4 separate regions of the Mus musculus genome follow, and regions 2, 3 and 4 are each linked to region 1. Evidence: chromatin contacts called from public ChIA-PET, HiChIP or PLAC-seq and promoter capture Hi-C data. All regions are on one chromosome and are shown on one strand. Each heading gives the region's core, a stretch centred on a gene start, on an enhancer-like site or on the middle of the called end of the contact. The rest is flanking DNA. Distances are from core to core; before and after follow the strand shown.

Evidence for each region. ChIA-PET counts read pairs in DNA pulled down with a chosen protein or histone mark. HiChIP or PLAC-seq counts read pairs in DNA pulled down with a chosen protein or histone mark. Capture Hi-C pulls out chosen DNA fragments and counts their contacts.
Region 2: an HNF4G HiChIP or PLAC-seq map of pancreatic cancer cells shows a contact between it and region 1. The contact joins the enhancer-like site here to the promoter of Flot2 in region 1. A contact is called at or near these places in 2 of 484 Hi-C or Micro-C datasets (B cells and embryonic stem cells), 3 of 115 datasets of contacts at active chromatin or transcription factors (effector CD8 T cells, extraembryonic endoderm stem cells and pancreatic cancer cells) and 3 of 9 other capture datasets (adipose tissue, liver and pancreatic islet).
Region 3: a contact with region 1 is called in an RNA polymerase II ChIA-PET map of effector CD8 T cells, with 6 read pairs. The contact joins the enhancer-like site here to the promoter of Flot2 in region 1. A contact is called at or near these places in 5 of 39 promoter capture datasets (cranial neural crest, embryonic stem cells, liver and 2 more), 5 of 484 Hi-C or Micro-C datasets (bone marrow-derived macrophages, common lymphoid progenitors and embryonic stem cells), 5 of 115 datasets of contacts at active chromatin or transcription factors (effector CD8 T cells, embryonic basal ganglia, embryonic stem cells and 2 more) and 4 of 9 other capture datasets (adipose tissue, embryonic stem cells, liver and 1 more).
Region 4: a contact with region 1 is called in a promoter capture Hi-C map of adipose tissue. The contact joins the promoter of Proca1 here to the promoter of Flot2 in region 1. A contact is called at or near these places in 27 of 39 promoter capture datasets (the 3T3-L1 cell line, the C10 cell line, the HPC-7 cell line and 18 more), 1 of 15 datasets of contacts at CTCF or cohesin (large pre-B cells), 10 of 484 Hi-C or Micro-C datasets (CD8 T cells, bone marrow-derived macrophages, double positive thymocytes and 6 more), 27 of 115 datasets of contacts at active chromatin or transcription factors (the 230-238 cell line, the HPC-7 cell line, bone marrow-derived macrophages and 19 more) and 3 of 9 other capture datasets (adipose tissue, liver and pancreatic islet).

What each region holds. Positions count from the first base shown.
Region 1 is chr11:78,036,346-78,039,442 of GRCm38.p6, forward strand. Flot2 (flotillin 2) reads left to right here and starts at 1,586. Exons shown (of 11, transcript NM_001040403.2): 1 at 1,586-1,767. The coding sequence starts at 1,719. It overlaps Dhrs13 (dehydrogenase/reductase (SDR family) member 13), which reads left to right. Exons shown (of 5, transcript NM_183286.2): 5 at 517-1,519. The coding sequence ends at 965.
Region 2 is chr11:77,791,906-77,795,002 of GRCm38.p6, forward strand. All of the region lies in intron 1 of Myo18a (myosin XVIIIA), which reads left to right. Among named protein-coding and RNA genes, the nearest start is that of Gm10277, 4.8 kb to the left of the region's middle. Within about 2 kb of position 1,541, at least 277 of the 459 cell types and tissues checked have an H3K27ac peak or open chromatin away from gene starts, as enhancers often do. A contact at or near this core is called in B cells, adipose tissue, effector CD8 T cells and 2 more, where this site is marked.
Region 3 is chr11:78,214,212-78,217,308 of GRCm38.p6, forward strand. Supt6 (SPT6, histone chaperone and transcription elongation factor) reads right to left here. Exons shown (of 37, transcript NM_009297.2): 28 at 1,994-2,134. Among named protein-coding and RNA genes, the nearest start is that of Proca1, 21 kb to the left of the region's middle. Within about 2 kb of position 1,685, at least 63 of the 459 cell types and tissues checked have an H3K27ac peak or open chromatin away from gene starts, as enhancers often do. A contact at or near this core is called in effector CD8 T cells, where this site is marked.
Region 4 is chr11:78,193,219-78,196,315 of GRCm38.p6, forward strand. Proca1 (protein interacting with cyclin A1) reads left to right here and starts at 1,484. Exons shown (of 4, transcript NM_001368876.1): 1 at 1,484-1,736. The coding sequence starts at 1,655.

The DNA of each region.
Region 1 (3,097 bases), core at 336-2,835:
AGGTTCTTAAAAATGATGGCTAAACAAAGGAATGGGGCTCAAGATAGATGAAAAGCTGGTATGAATTAGGCACTGTGGTACCCCCAGTGGGAAGCTGAGGCAGGTGTATTGCTGCCAGTTCGAGGTTAGACTGAATTTACAGAGGCGTGAGACTCTTTCTCAGAAAGAAAGGAAAGGACCAGGGATGTAGCTCAGTTGATAGAGTACTAGACAGCAGGTACACAGCCCTGGGTTCAAGTCACTAGCACCAAAAGCGGGGACAATAGCGATTAAACAGCAAAGAACATAGAACACACATAAGCACAGCCTAGGAGATGGGACTATACAGGCCGTTAGGCTGGTAGGAAGGCTTTCTGTAGGAAATGGGTTAAATCACCTTGTGGGGCCCCTGAATACCTGGTAGACACTTTCCCTGGAAGCAGATTCTACCGTCTGATCCTAGCTGGTTTTTTTCCCTGCCTGATGCCTGGGCCCCCATTGCCTTCCTCCACAAATCCTCTTTCTTCCTGCCCACAGGACCTGTGAACTCGGAGCTCTTCCTGCGTCATCTTCCTGGATGGCTGCGTCCTATTTTGCGCCCACTGGCTTGGCTGGTGCTCCGGGCACCTCAAGGGGGTGCCCAGACACCCCTGTACTGCGCTCTGCAGGAGGGCATTGAGCCCCTCAGCGGGAGATATTTTGCCAACTGCCACGTGGAGGAGGTCTCCCCAGCTGCTAGAGATGACCAGGCTGCTCAAAGGCTATGGAAAGCTACCAAGAAGTTGGCAGGGCTTGCACCTGGAGACGATGATGATGACCCTGATGAAGAGCCGGAACCTGAGGATCCCAGGGCCCCATCTTCTCAGAGCGCCCCCAGCCCTGAGAAAACCACAGTTTCTGGACCTTCTCATAGCTATCAGGGCTCGCAAGACTTATCCAAATTGACACAGCGAAGAATTCAGGTGAAGGATGAACCTACACCCTAACTTTCCTAACCCCCGGGATAGAATGCTTTTGTAGCCCAGTGGGATCCCTCAAAAATCTCAGTTGTGTGCCTGGGCACTGAAGGGTTGCCACATTTACCTCGGAACCTCTTGTCATGTCCTGAACAGCCCTTTTCCTTGTGAAAGGAAATGAATACTACTTCCTAAGAGACACTGTAACCCCAGATTCAGGGATGATATATGAGATACTGTGTTGCTCTGGAATTTGATTTTCAGATTTCTGAGCCCTTCCCTGAGTAGTGATCTGCCCAGGGAAAGGGCCGGAGACTTTGTGGTTGATGCACTGCAGATGTTAAACATTAATTACTGACTGAATTCAGCCCTTGGCAACTTTCTAGCTAGGTAGTGAATTTACCCCCATTTTTATGGAGGCGGAATTGGGAAAGGACTAAGTCAGGGCAGGAACTGGGGTTTTGAGCCCGGGAGTCTGCCCTAGGGCCGGTGCCCGAGGTGACGCAGTAGTAACTGTGATACAACTGAGGTGCCCCAAAGGTGCTACAGGGCCAAACCCCCTGGAATAAAGCGAGCTGACTGTGGATGCTCTGGCTCCCGCCTCTTTCCACATGCCGGCCCCGCCCTCCGCCGCTACACTTCCGGCGGGGCCGCGGCCGCAGAGGGGCGCAGGCGGGCGGGGCTGGGGGAGGCGGGATAGGCTGGGCGCGGCCGGCGCTGCGGACCCGCCACAGCCCTCCCGGTCGCTGCGGACCCAAGGCCTGCTGGCCTGCCAACGGCGCCATGGGCAACTGCCACACGGTGGGCCCCAACGAGGCGCTGGTGGTCTCAGGTGAGGAGAAGGCGAGGGGTGGGAAAGGGCCGGCGTGGGGTGCGGGTCCCTCGGACGCACCTGAGCCAGCCCTCCGGAGAGCGGTCCTCCCTCCCACAGCACGGCCTCAGGCGCTGACCCTTCCTCTGCTCCATGGTGGGTTTAGGGGTTTCTAAGGTTTGTGGGTTCCAGTGCTGGGACTCGCAGCTCTGGAAGGCAGGTGCCTGTCCGGGAGGGGCCTGAGGCACGGGTCCCTCTTTTCCGGGTGAGGCAGACCCGTTAATTCCGAGCAGGCTAGGGCTTGCCAGGAATTACTGCCATCACCCGCCCTGCAAACGCGGGTGCGGCCTCTACAGTTGGGTAACCCGGCTGTGGCCTGTACCGCTCTAGATTACAAAATGCAGCAAGCTCTAGATTTGACCAGATGGGGCTTTGGGGGGACGGTAGCGTAGGAAGCCTTATAGCTGATATTTCTTTTAGGTGGTGTATTTGGAATGTCATAGGAGGTAGCTCAAGGCACCAAGGACCCTGTTGCATGCAAGCTCGCAACTGTAACCTCTTCCCAGCATCAGCACTGATTTTCAGCCTGTGTGCAGAATTCACAAGGCTGGCTGCCAAAAGGGGAGGTAGAAGCCCCGAGCCAAGGCTTATAGATGCCATTCTTGGGGAGATATAATAAATCCACTGGGCCCCAAACATAGCTCTCAGCGTTGTTGTTTGGATTTCAAAATCAATCCCTTTCCTGAGACATCCTCACAGTCTGTAACCAGGACCCTACTAAAGCGAGAGACATATGATCTTGTTGAAGACCAGGAGTCTTGGCTGGAGTCAGAAGGAAAAGCACAGAGGCTAACTTTTGGCATCCTAAAGCCCAGTCTTGTCTCCCTCCTCATCCATACCTAAAGATGGCTTTTGGAGCCACATAATGGTTTGAGTAGGCTTGAATTTCCAGTTTGTTTTGTTGGGGGGTGGGGAGGCTTAGTGTTTTTGTTTGTTTGTTTGTTTGTTTGTTTGAGGTTTATCTTTTTAGGTTAAATTTTTTTTAAGTTGTATGTGTGCGTGTGTCAGTGCCTTGTCTGCCTATCTGTCTGGACATGCACAGGTGAGTACAGGTACCTGAAAAGGCCTCACAGGTGTTGAAATATCTTGGAGCTGGAGTTACAGATGGTTGTGAGCCATTTGACGTGGGCACTAGGAAATGAATATGTGCCCTTAACTGTTGAACAACCTCTGTGTTTGTTTTGAAAGAGAGGTTTGACTTGGTACCCCCCGATGATGCGATTACAGGCATTCAGTCACCACACCCAGCTTGTTGATTCTGTGTGAGTGTGCTTATGGTGCTAGGAATCAA
Region 2 (3,097 bases), core at 291-2,790, 240 kb before region 1:
CCACCCGCCTCCCCAGGCTGAGCCTGGTGGCATTTCTCCTTCCTGTCAGGAAGGAAGGTTTGTTCTCTGGCAATTTCCCCACTTCACCAACTCTGGAATCCTGATGCCCTAGAGACAAGAGGTCCCTGGCAATGTGCCACCACACTATGGCAGTATTTCCCCGCCTTGCCAAATGCGACTCTTGCCCAGCTTGGTAACACACAGGTGCTCACAAGCCCAGTGGGTTTGGCGGGCTCTGCACGTGGGGGTGGGGGCGGAGACCAGGTAGGCAAAGCAGAAACCTCTTCCTGCTTCTGTGGGGACTGGGCTGGCTTTGTTGTTACTTCAAAGGGTTCTAGAAACAGGCCCAGGAAGGTCCTCAAGAAGTGAGCACACAGATCTTCAAATACAGGATCTGTGTGCCCCCCTACCCCCCGCCTCTGTTTAGGGGAACCTGAGAGTGCCTGAAGGAGCCTCTCTGCCTTTAAGAATGAGGATGCCAGCTTTCACACCCTGGAAGACCTTCCTTGGGCTTTATTAAATCAGTGTGGCCAGCCCTTAAGCTGGTTTTCCTTTATTCTTCTGTGGAAATAGAGAAAAGCGGTCGTTTATATGAAAAGAACACAGTGCTTCATTGTGCTTGTTCTCGAATGTCAGCCAGACAGGATGGGATGTGAATATAGTGAATGCGGTGTAATTAGTAGACTCAGACCCAAGTCTCCCTGAGATTTGAGGCAGAGCCTGGTGAAACCGTCAAGACAGGTCCTGGGCTTTGGGCCTTGTGGAAAATTGGAAAGGCAGAGGCAGTTTGGAAATCCCCAGAGCCAGAGGAAATCCCCAGGGACTGAGAATCCCCAAAGAGAAACGGTACCCCCGGAGCCACCAATCAGGTAGTCTTTCTATGTATCCAGGATCTGACGGTTTAGTTTTTGGGGGTAGACACCTGTTCTTGTAGAGCAGAAAAAAATGGTGCGCTCGTACACAGGGTTCTGAGCAAACCTTTGGATGTGTAAAACTGCAGTCTGGTGGAATGGAGGGCCGGAGTGGCCGATCCTTGAGTCTTTGGGACAGAGATCTGTGACTGCCCTCCCTATGCCCACTGACTCCACTTACTGCTTGTCTGAGGCCGCTCGCCACTATAAAACTCAAGACGTGGCTTAAATCTTTGAACTATAAACTCAGGTATTCATTCATTCACTTTTCCATCAGTAAACACTTAGTAAACATCTACGTGTTGGTGCTATTTCAGGTACAAAGGATAAGTTAGTAATGAAAAAAAATATAGGCGCCCAGCGCATTTTTGCACCTCCATTGCCATCTCTCTCCTGGGTAAAGTGAGAGGCCATCTTGCTGCTGCAGCCCCCCTGAAGCCTCAGCTCCCCAGGACGCTTTCTGGGGGCGGGTCCACCAGAGGTGAAATCTGCAGCCTTGGCTGTGCCAGCAGGTCCATGAGAAGGGGAAGGCTGCCCTCTGCCGGAAAATCTGGGGACACTGCAGGGCGGAGTGGCTCTTGAGTTCCTAGCGCATGCGCTGAACCTGGCTCCACCCATGCGCTGGCGGCTAGGCGGAACAGGAAGTGCAGTGATAGTCAGGTCTGAGGCCGATTTGGCCACTACGGCTGCCCGTGTGTGGACTTTTCGGACAGTACAGGTTTCCACTTACCAGCCCTCACCCTCTTGAGGTCATCTCTCGGCTTCTTTAAGGAGTTTGGCTGCTTCCCTTTCAGTATCTCTTGATCACTTAGTGTCATTAAAATATGGAGACACCCCTGCTAAAGCGTTTTCTGTAAATGCTGTGTTTAAAGCTGCTGTTGAGGAACCTCAGCCGTCCTCTGATGGGGTGCACCTGTCACGATTGGTGGCTGGCGCTCCCCTACCCAGGAAGCAGAAGTTCTGTGGTCTCTCCCAAGTCCTTAGGGCTGAGTGCTTGAAACAGGGCTCCCTAAACTTCCCTAAACAACAAGTTCCATTTGTTTTATTAGGTACTGTAAATTAGTAATACAAACATGTCGTTGGTACTCATTTATGAAAAGAGTGTCAGTAGATTCTTTTTGTAACTATTTTTATTTTATGTGCATTGGTATTTTACTTGCATGTATGTCTGTGTGAGGGCACCAGATCCCATGGAACTGGAGTTAAAGATGGTTGTGAACTACCATGTGGATGCTGAGAATTGAACCTGGGTCCTCTGGAGGAGCAGTCAGCGTTCCTAACTGCTGAGCCGTGTTGCAACCCTATAGACTCTTTCACATTTACTTACTGTTATTTGTATGTGTGTGTTAAGCATGAACATGCTACAGCACACATGAATGAGAGTTTGTGGATTCGCTTCTCTCCGTCTTGTGGATTCTGGGATCAAACTCAGATTGTCCAACGTGGTGGCAAGTACCTTTACCCACTGAGCCATCTCAGCCTGATGGACTGAGCACACACACACACACACACACAAATGCTATTTATTTGTTTAAAGACAGGGACTCACTGTGTATCTCTGCCTGGTCTGGAACTCACTCTGTAGACCAGACCGGCCTGGAACCTGCCTCTGCCTCCTGAGTGCAGGAACTAAAGTCGTGGGCCAACATGCCCAACTAAACGTGTGTGTGTGTGTGTGTGTGTGTGTGTGTGTGTGTGTGTGTGTGTGGTGTATGCACATATATATGTATATACATATATATTTATTTACAAGATCTTCAGGAGGAACGAGGGACAGCTGGAGCAGGGGAACATGCTCTCCTTAAAGTTTTAAGGAGAACCTCAGTTTTAGTGTTTCCACCCTATGTATTTTCTGATAAACCTACTATGTGTAATAACAGCACTTGTGGGCTGGTGAGATGGCTCAGTGGGTAAGAGCACCCGACTGCTCTTCCGAAGGTCCAGAGTTCAAATCCCAGCAACCACATGGTGGCTCACAGCCATCCATAATGAGATCTGACTCCCTCTTCTGGAGTGTCTGAAGACAGCTACAGTGTACTTACATATAATCAATAAATAAATCTTTAAAAAAAAAATAACAGCACTTGTGTGTCTGAGTAAGGTCACTGTGAGTTGGAGGCCAGCCTGGAGTACTATTATAGTGAGACCCTGTCCCCCAGATAAATAGACGAAAAACAAATAAAGCC
Region 3 (3,097 bases), core at 435-2,934, 180 kb after region 1:
AGGTCAGGCTCAATGTCTTCCTCTGCCTATTGCCTATGAACCAGGATGTAAAATTCTCAGCTACTGCTTTAGAGCCATACCTATCTGCTTTCCACCATGATGATCATGGACTAACCTAAAATCTAGGTAAGCCTCCAATTAAGTGCTTTCTATTATAAGTTCCTTTGGCCATGATGCCTTTCCAAAAACCCCAAATTCAGTTCCCAGCACCGCATAAAACCAGGTATGGTGTATGTGTGTTTATTTTAGCACTTGGGAGGTGGAGGCAGGTAGACAGGAGTTCAAGGTCATTCTCAGCACTGTACTGAGTTTGCGGCCAGGCTGATCTTACCCCTGAAAACAGAGTATTTTATTCCCATGAATTTGGTACTTATAACCAGAGATCTGAAACACCCCCCCACCCCCACAGGGTTTCTCTATATAGCCCTGGCTGTCCTGGAGTTCACTTTGTAGACCAGGCTGGCCTCGAACTCAGAAATCCGCCTGCCTCTGCCTCCTGAGTGCTGGGATTAAAGGAGTGCACCACCACTGCCCGGCTTTTTAATATTATTTATGTATGTGAGTACCCTGTCACTCTCTTCAAACACACCAGAAGAGAGCATCAGATCCCATTACAGATGGTTGTGAGCCACCATGTGGTTGCTGGGAAATGAACTCAGGACCTCTGGAATAGCAGTCAGTGCTCTTAACTGTGGAGCCATTTCTCCAGCCCCTGAATTTTTTTTTTAAAGATTTATTTATTTATGCACATTATGCATAAGAATGCTTTGTCTGAGTATATATCAGCATACCAGAAGAAGGCATAGAATTTCATGGAACAACAATTATAGACAGTTGTAAGCTGCCATGTGAGTGCTGGGAATTGAACTCAAGACCTTTGGAAGAATAGCCAATGTTCTTTTTTTTTTTTTAATTATTATTTATTTTCATATACAAAAAGATAAACCTTGAGATACTTCTAGACTTTTCCTCCTATTCTGATGGGGCTGTGGCTGCTCCTTCACACAGGGGGAAAAACTACATTCAATAGCCAATGTTCTTAACCACAGAGGCATCTCTTCAGTGCCTGGAGATCTGAATTTGATCCTTGGACCCTACATTAAAAGCCAGACAAGTATCATCAAAACTAAGGTAGAACTGGATCTAGTAGTGCATGCTTTTAATCCCAGCATGTAGGAGGCAGAGGCCGGTAGATCTCTATATAGTCTACACAGCAAGTTATGGCTGAGGCTACAGAATAGTAGTGCTCCTTCCTCACCGCCAAGAAAATCCAAGAGAATCAATTCGGGTATAAAGTTACTCTCTGACACCTAAGTACATTCACTGAGTGTCTAGCTAGAGCTAGAACTCTGGCAAAGTTACTGTCAAGTCTCTCTCTCTCACACACACATACATACACACACACATACATACATACACACACACACACACACGGCTTGGGGGTAGAACATGGACACACACTCACTGAGTGTCTGTCACTGAGCCTGGCACATGGCAGCCTCAGGAGGAGACGACAGGACAGAAGGGAGTTAGGAGATTTACTGCCAACTTCTCACTCGGAGGGAGGTTCCTTCTGTGTGGCCCTGCACCGCTGTGAAGCTCAGAGGTAGTCTATCTATGGACAGAGCTGTGCCACATAGCCTTTGAAATCTCCTGAGCAACACTGCCCAACACAGAGAACAGGCAGAGCTTTCTTGTTTGTGATGTTGGGTCTCACTTCCTGCCATGTGCTGAGAGCACAGCTCCCCACACAGGAAGGAACCCTCTTTCAAAGGGCTGGCAACCAGCAGAAACTGCTTTACAACAGTAGACAAAAGCCACTACTCATTCAGATGCTCTCCCCAGCTTCTTCCAGTTATTATAAATCCTTTCTACTCTCCCCACCAGCAGTCACTGGGAACAGAGCCTAACTTCTGGTGGGGGCAGCTCAAAGCTAGGGAGCCCAACAGGGCAACCGGAGAGCGCACGACTCCTGAGCCCGGTCACCATGTACCTTCACTCGCTCCTCTGGCCTCTTCACCACCTTGTCACTGAGGAATTTGGTAGGGATGAAGCCGGTGACGCCATTGTCTAGCCGTGTTTTCACACCAATGGCCTGACCAGGGCATGATCCACTGTCAAAATGGTTCCAGACCTGAAGAATAGAGAAAAGGACTATTAAAAATTCGGAAGCTCCGGCTGGTGAGATGGCTCAGCAAGTAAGAGCACTGACTGCTCTTCCAAAGGTCCCGAGTTTAAATCCCAGCAACCACATAGTGGCTCACAGCCATCTGTAATGAGATCTGGTGCCCTCTTCTGGTGTGCTTGAAGACAGTGTATTTACATATAACAAATAAGAAAAAAAAATTCAGGAGCTTGTTTGTACAGAAGAGAGCAGCTGGGGGGTGGGGGGCTGGAGAGATGGCTCAGTGGTTAAGGGTATTTATTGCCTTTACAGAGGGTCCGGATCCAATCACCAGAATGCAGTTACATAGCAGTTACAACCAACCCTAACTCCAGTTACAAGAAGTCTGACTTCTGAGGGCATCAAGTACACACATTACATAGTACACAGACAAAATAGTCAAACCTAAAGTAAAGTAAATAGATCAGAGAGAGAGAGAGAGAGAGAAGAGAGAGAGAGAGAGATGGAGGAAGGAGGCAGGCCAGGAAAGGATGCACACAGTAGGAGAGAACCCACAAGGTATCCTCTAACCTCCACACACATAAAATAAGTAAGAAAATTAAAAACCCCAAAAGAAAAGTGTATCCAATCAGCTACCCACCAAGGTAGAGTGTGAATATCCAGAGTACCTGATTTGCTGCTTGGCACTACAGGCCATTAGATGAAGCTTTCACAGGTAACTGACCTGCTTTCTAACCCCACTGTGATCCCTTTTGCTCTGTTCTACTTTAGTGAGAGTAACAAGTATCTATGCAGGAATTTGCTACAATGGACCTAATAAGTGAAAAACCAGAAAATGCTGGGTGGCTTTAGAAAAGAACATGATAATTGGGTGAGATGGTGCAGCCTTTAATCTCACTCAGCACTAAGGAGGCAGAGGAAGACAGATCTCTTAAAAGTTCAAGGCTATGGGGGACCTTTGGAATAGCATTG
Region 4 (3,097 bases), core at 234-2,733, 160 kb after region 1:
CCCCAGAAATCCTTCACTGCACTTTCTGTACTACAGGAGCCAGGCCACTGGTACAGACACTTCTGGCTCAGTCCCAAGTCCTGTAACCAACACATATGACATCATTAACAACAGGGTCTTACCATTCAGTTTTGGAATGTTGCTGACAGCAGTGGTAAATAGCCCTATTGTTCTAGAGGCTTCCCTGACCAGCAACTCTAAGGAAGTAATCCACCCTTACTACTAGGGGGTTATATTTATTTATTTTTGAAACAGGGTTTCATGGTCAGCCCCAGGTGACCTGAAACTCAGAGATCTGCCTGCCTCTGCCTCCCAACAAAGGCACACAGGCCCATGCCACCACATCCGGCTTTCTCCCCTACCCCCCCCCCTCTTTTTTTTTTTTGAGTCCTGATCTTGGCTCTCCTGGAGCTCACGATGAAAATCAAGCTGGCCTCGAACTCAGAGATCTACCTGCAAGTGTGTGGATTAAAGGCAAACATCACCATGGCCAGCCTATCCTCTGCTTTTTGAGGTACACCTATTCTGGCTTTGGAAGCTGATTGGAGGTAAACTGAGAGATGTGACGTGAGGGATATCTGTGAAGCAGCTCTCATTCATTCACATCGTCTTGTACAGAGTTGGTTAACCCAGTGTGCATGTGAGAAGTCACCTCAATACTCAGTTCTCCCAGGGGCCTGCCCGAATGTGTAGTCCCATGAGGTGCATGTATAGGACAGTTGCACATATACTTTTTTGTTTTGTTTTGTTTTTGTTTTTCGAGACTGGGTTTCTCTGTGTAGCCCTGGCTGTCCTGGAACTCTCTCTGTAGACCAGGCTGGCCTCGAACTCAGAAATCAGCCTGCCTCTGCCTCCCGAGTTGCTGGGATTAAAGGCGTGCGCCACCACCACCCCGCACACATGTACTTCTTATGTTAGATCTGTGTAGACTTTTGGCGTCATCGTGTGTGATATACGAGTGAAGTGTGGACGCTGTGTTTGAGCAACGTGAAGGTTTCCTACTGGGATGGAGTTACCACGAATGTAAGTCACCTTACTTTCTCAACAGGAAAATAGGGCACTGTGGGGCCTAGGGATTGGGAGGAAATCTGAAGGGTAGATCTGAGGGGGATGGGTCTGGCGATCCGGGGTTAGGGGGCTTTAGGGTGTACTATACACAGTGGAGGAGGGACTTGTCACCAAGGAGACGCAAAGCCAGGATACCTGCAAGGACATACGTTCATGAAGATTGGTCCCTGGCTAACCTCCAGAAGGCGTGGCGGTCCTGGTGCTAGAGCTTGAATTTGGAAGGGGCGGGGCCAGCAACTGTTGTGGGCGGGGCTCTGGGCTAGAGTTTTCTAGAAGCAGGGACCAGCAAGGTGCTAAGTATGGGACTGAGTGCTGGGTCTGTAAGGTAAAGGTAAAAGCCCGTACTGGCGTTAAGGGTGTGACGAAGGGACTGGAAGGAGCTGGAGATCCCGGATGAAGAACCCGACTGACGCTTAGACCCGGGCTGGAAGACCTGAGGGGGGGAGGCGGGCGGGGGGTTGGGCAAGCATGAGGCGGAGCTAGGGGCTGGACTGGAGCTTACAGCTGGGCCGAGGGCTCGACCAAGCTGAGGTTCAACGTTGAACTCTGCGAGGTAGGGTCCTGTGGAAGAACTGGGCTGACAGCGATGTGGGTCAGGACGACAATAACGGTTAAAAGATGGACTGAGGAAAGGTCTGGCCGCAAAATTGAGAGAACCGAGAGAACTGGTAAGGGGCGGGGCAGAAGGATGGGGGCGTGGCTGGGCGTGGCTCTGGAAGTTTGCTTGACTTGGCTTCCTCCCGACCCAGGCTCAGCTCTTGAGCATTAGGCTGCAACCTCTGGCCTGGGCTACCGCCCCAAAGGCGCTAGGGTTCGGTAGAACCCTTGGCCCAATGCTCATCTGGGCTCCAGGGCTGGGCGGCCAGTTCCATTGACCTTGAGGGTGGGAAAGCGTCTGAGTATTCCACAAGTGACATCATAATCACCTCCAAGTGCCTAGCTAGGAGACATTTCCCAGAACAGGGCTCACTGGCCTCTCTTGCACTCTCCTCTCTCTCTCTCTCTCTCTCTCTCTCTCTCTCTCGCTCTCGCTCTCTCGCTCTCTCGCTCGCTCTCTTTCTCTCTCTCTCTCTCTCTCTCGCTCTCTCGCTCTCTCGCTCTCTCGCTCTCTCGCTCGCTCTCTCGCGCTCTCTCGCTCTCGCTCTCTCTTCCTTTTTCTTTCTTTCTTCCCTCCACACACCTTTTGTTTTGTTTTGTTTTGTTTTTTCGTTTTTTTTCGGGACATGGTTTCTCTGTATAGTCTTGGCTGTCCTGGAACTCACTCTGTAGACCAGGCTGGCCTTGAACTCAGAAATCCCCCCTGCCTCTGCCTCCCAAGTGCTGGGACTAAAGGCATGCGCCACCACTGACCGGCTTTTTTTTTTTTTTTTTTGTCCCTCCACACACATTCTTTTGGCTGCTCTAGTGCCTGTCCTCTGGGCCTCAAAGGAAGGGAGGGGTTTTGCAGGATAAGGAGGATCCTCTACAAATAAATGTGCATTTTGAGTTAGGTCCCTGCTACCTGTCCCAACGAAGAGACCACATGCTTTTCTCTTCCTTTCAAGCTATTACCATCTTCATTCTGCCACAGGAGCTCTGGACCGACTGCCTTGATCACCGCTCCCCTCTGTCCTCTTTGGACAAAGAGGCAGACTATCTCTCCAAATCCCACTTCTCGTTGATCCTTCCTGTTTTCCCTCCCAAACAGCTGATGTTGTCAACATCTATTAGGAGTATTAGTGGAAGGCAAACAGGCTTCAGCCTTGCATAAAGCCTGCTAGAGTGACAGGAGGAAAGGAGTCCAGTGCAGTTTGAGCCTGGCCTAGGCACAGGCCTTTACTGGAATAGCTTTAGGATTTGAGCGCCACAGGGGAGGCCCTGCATCAAGATCAAAGAAAGGAAATCAGAAGTGAGGAATCCGCAAGGTGGGGATTAAAAGCAAATGTTTTGGGGGTGACAACTGGATAAGGCAGGAGCTGAATCTAGTTTCAGGGCTTGGCCTTGGAGCTGTGGCATAGGGTACTTAGCTTAGGATATGTGTCTCCTTAGC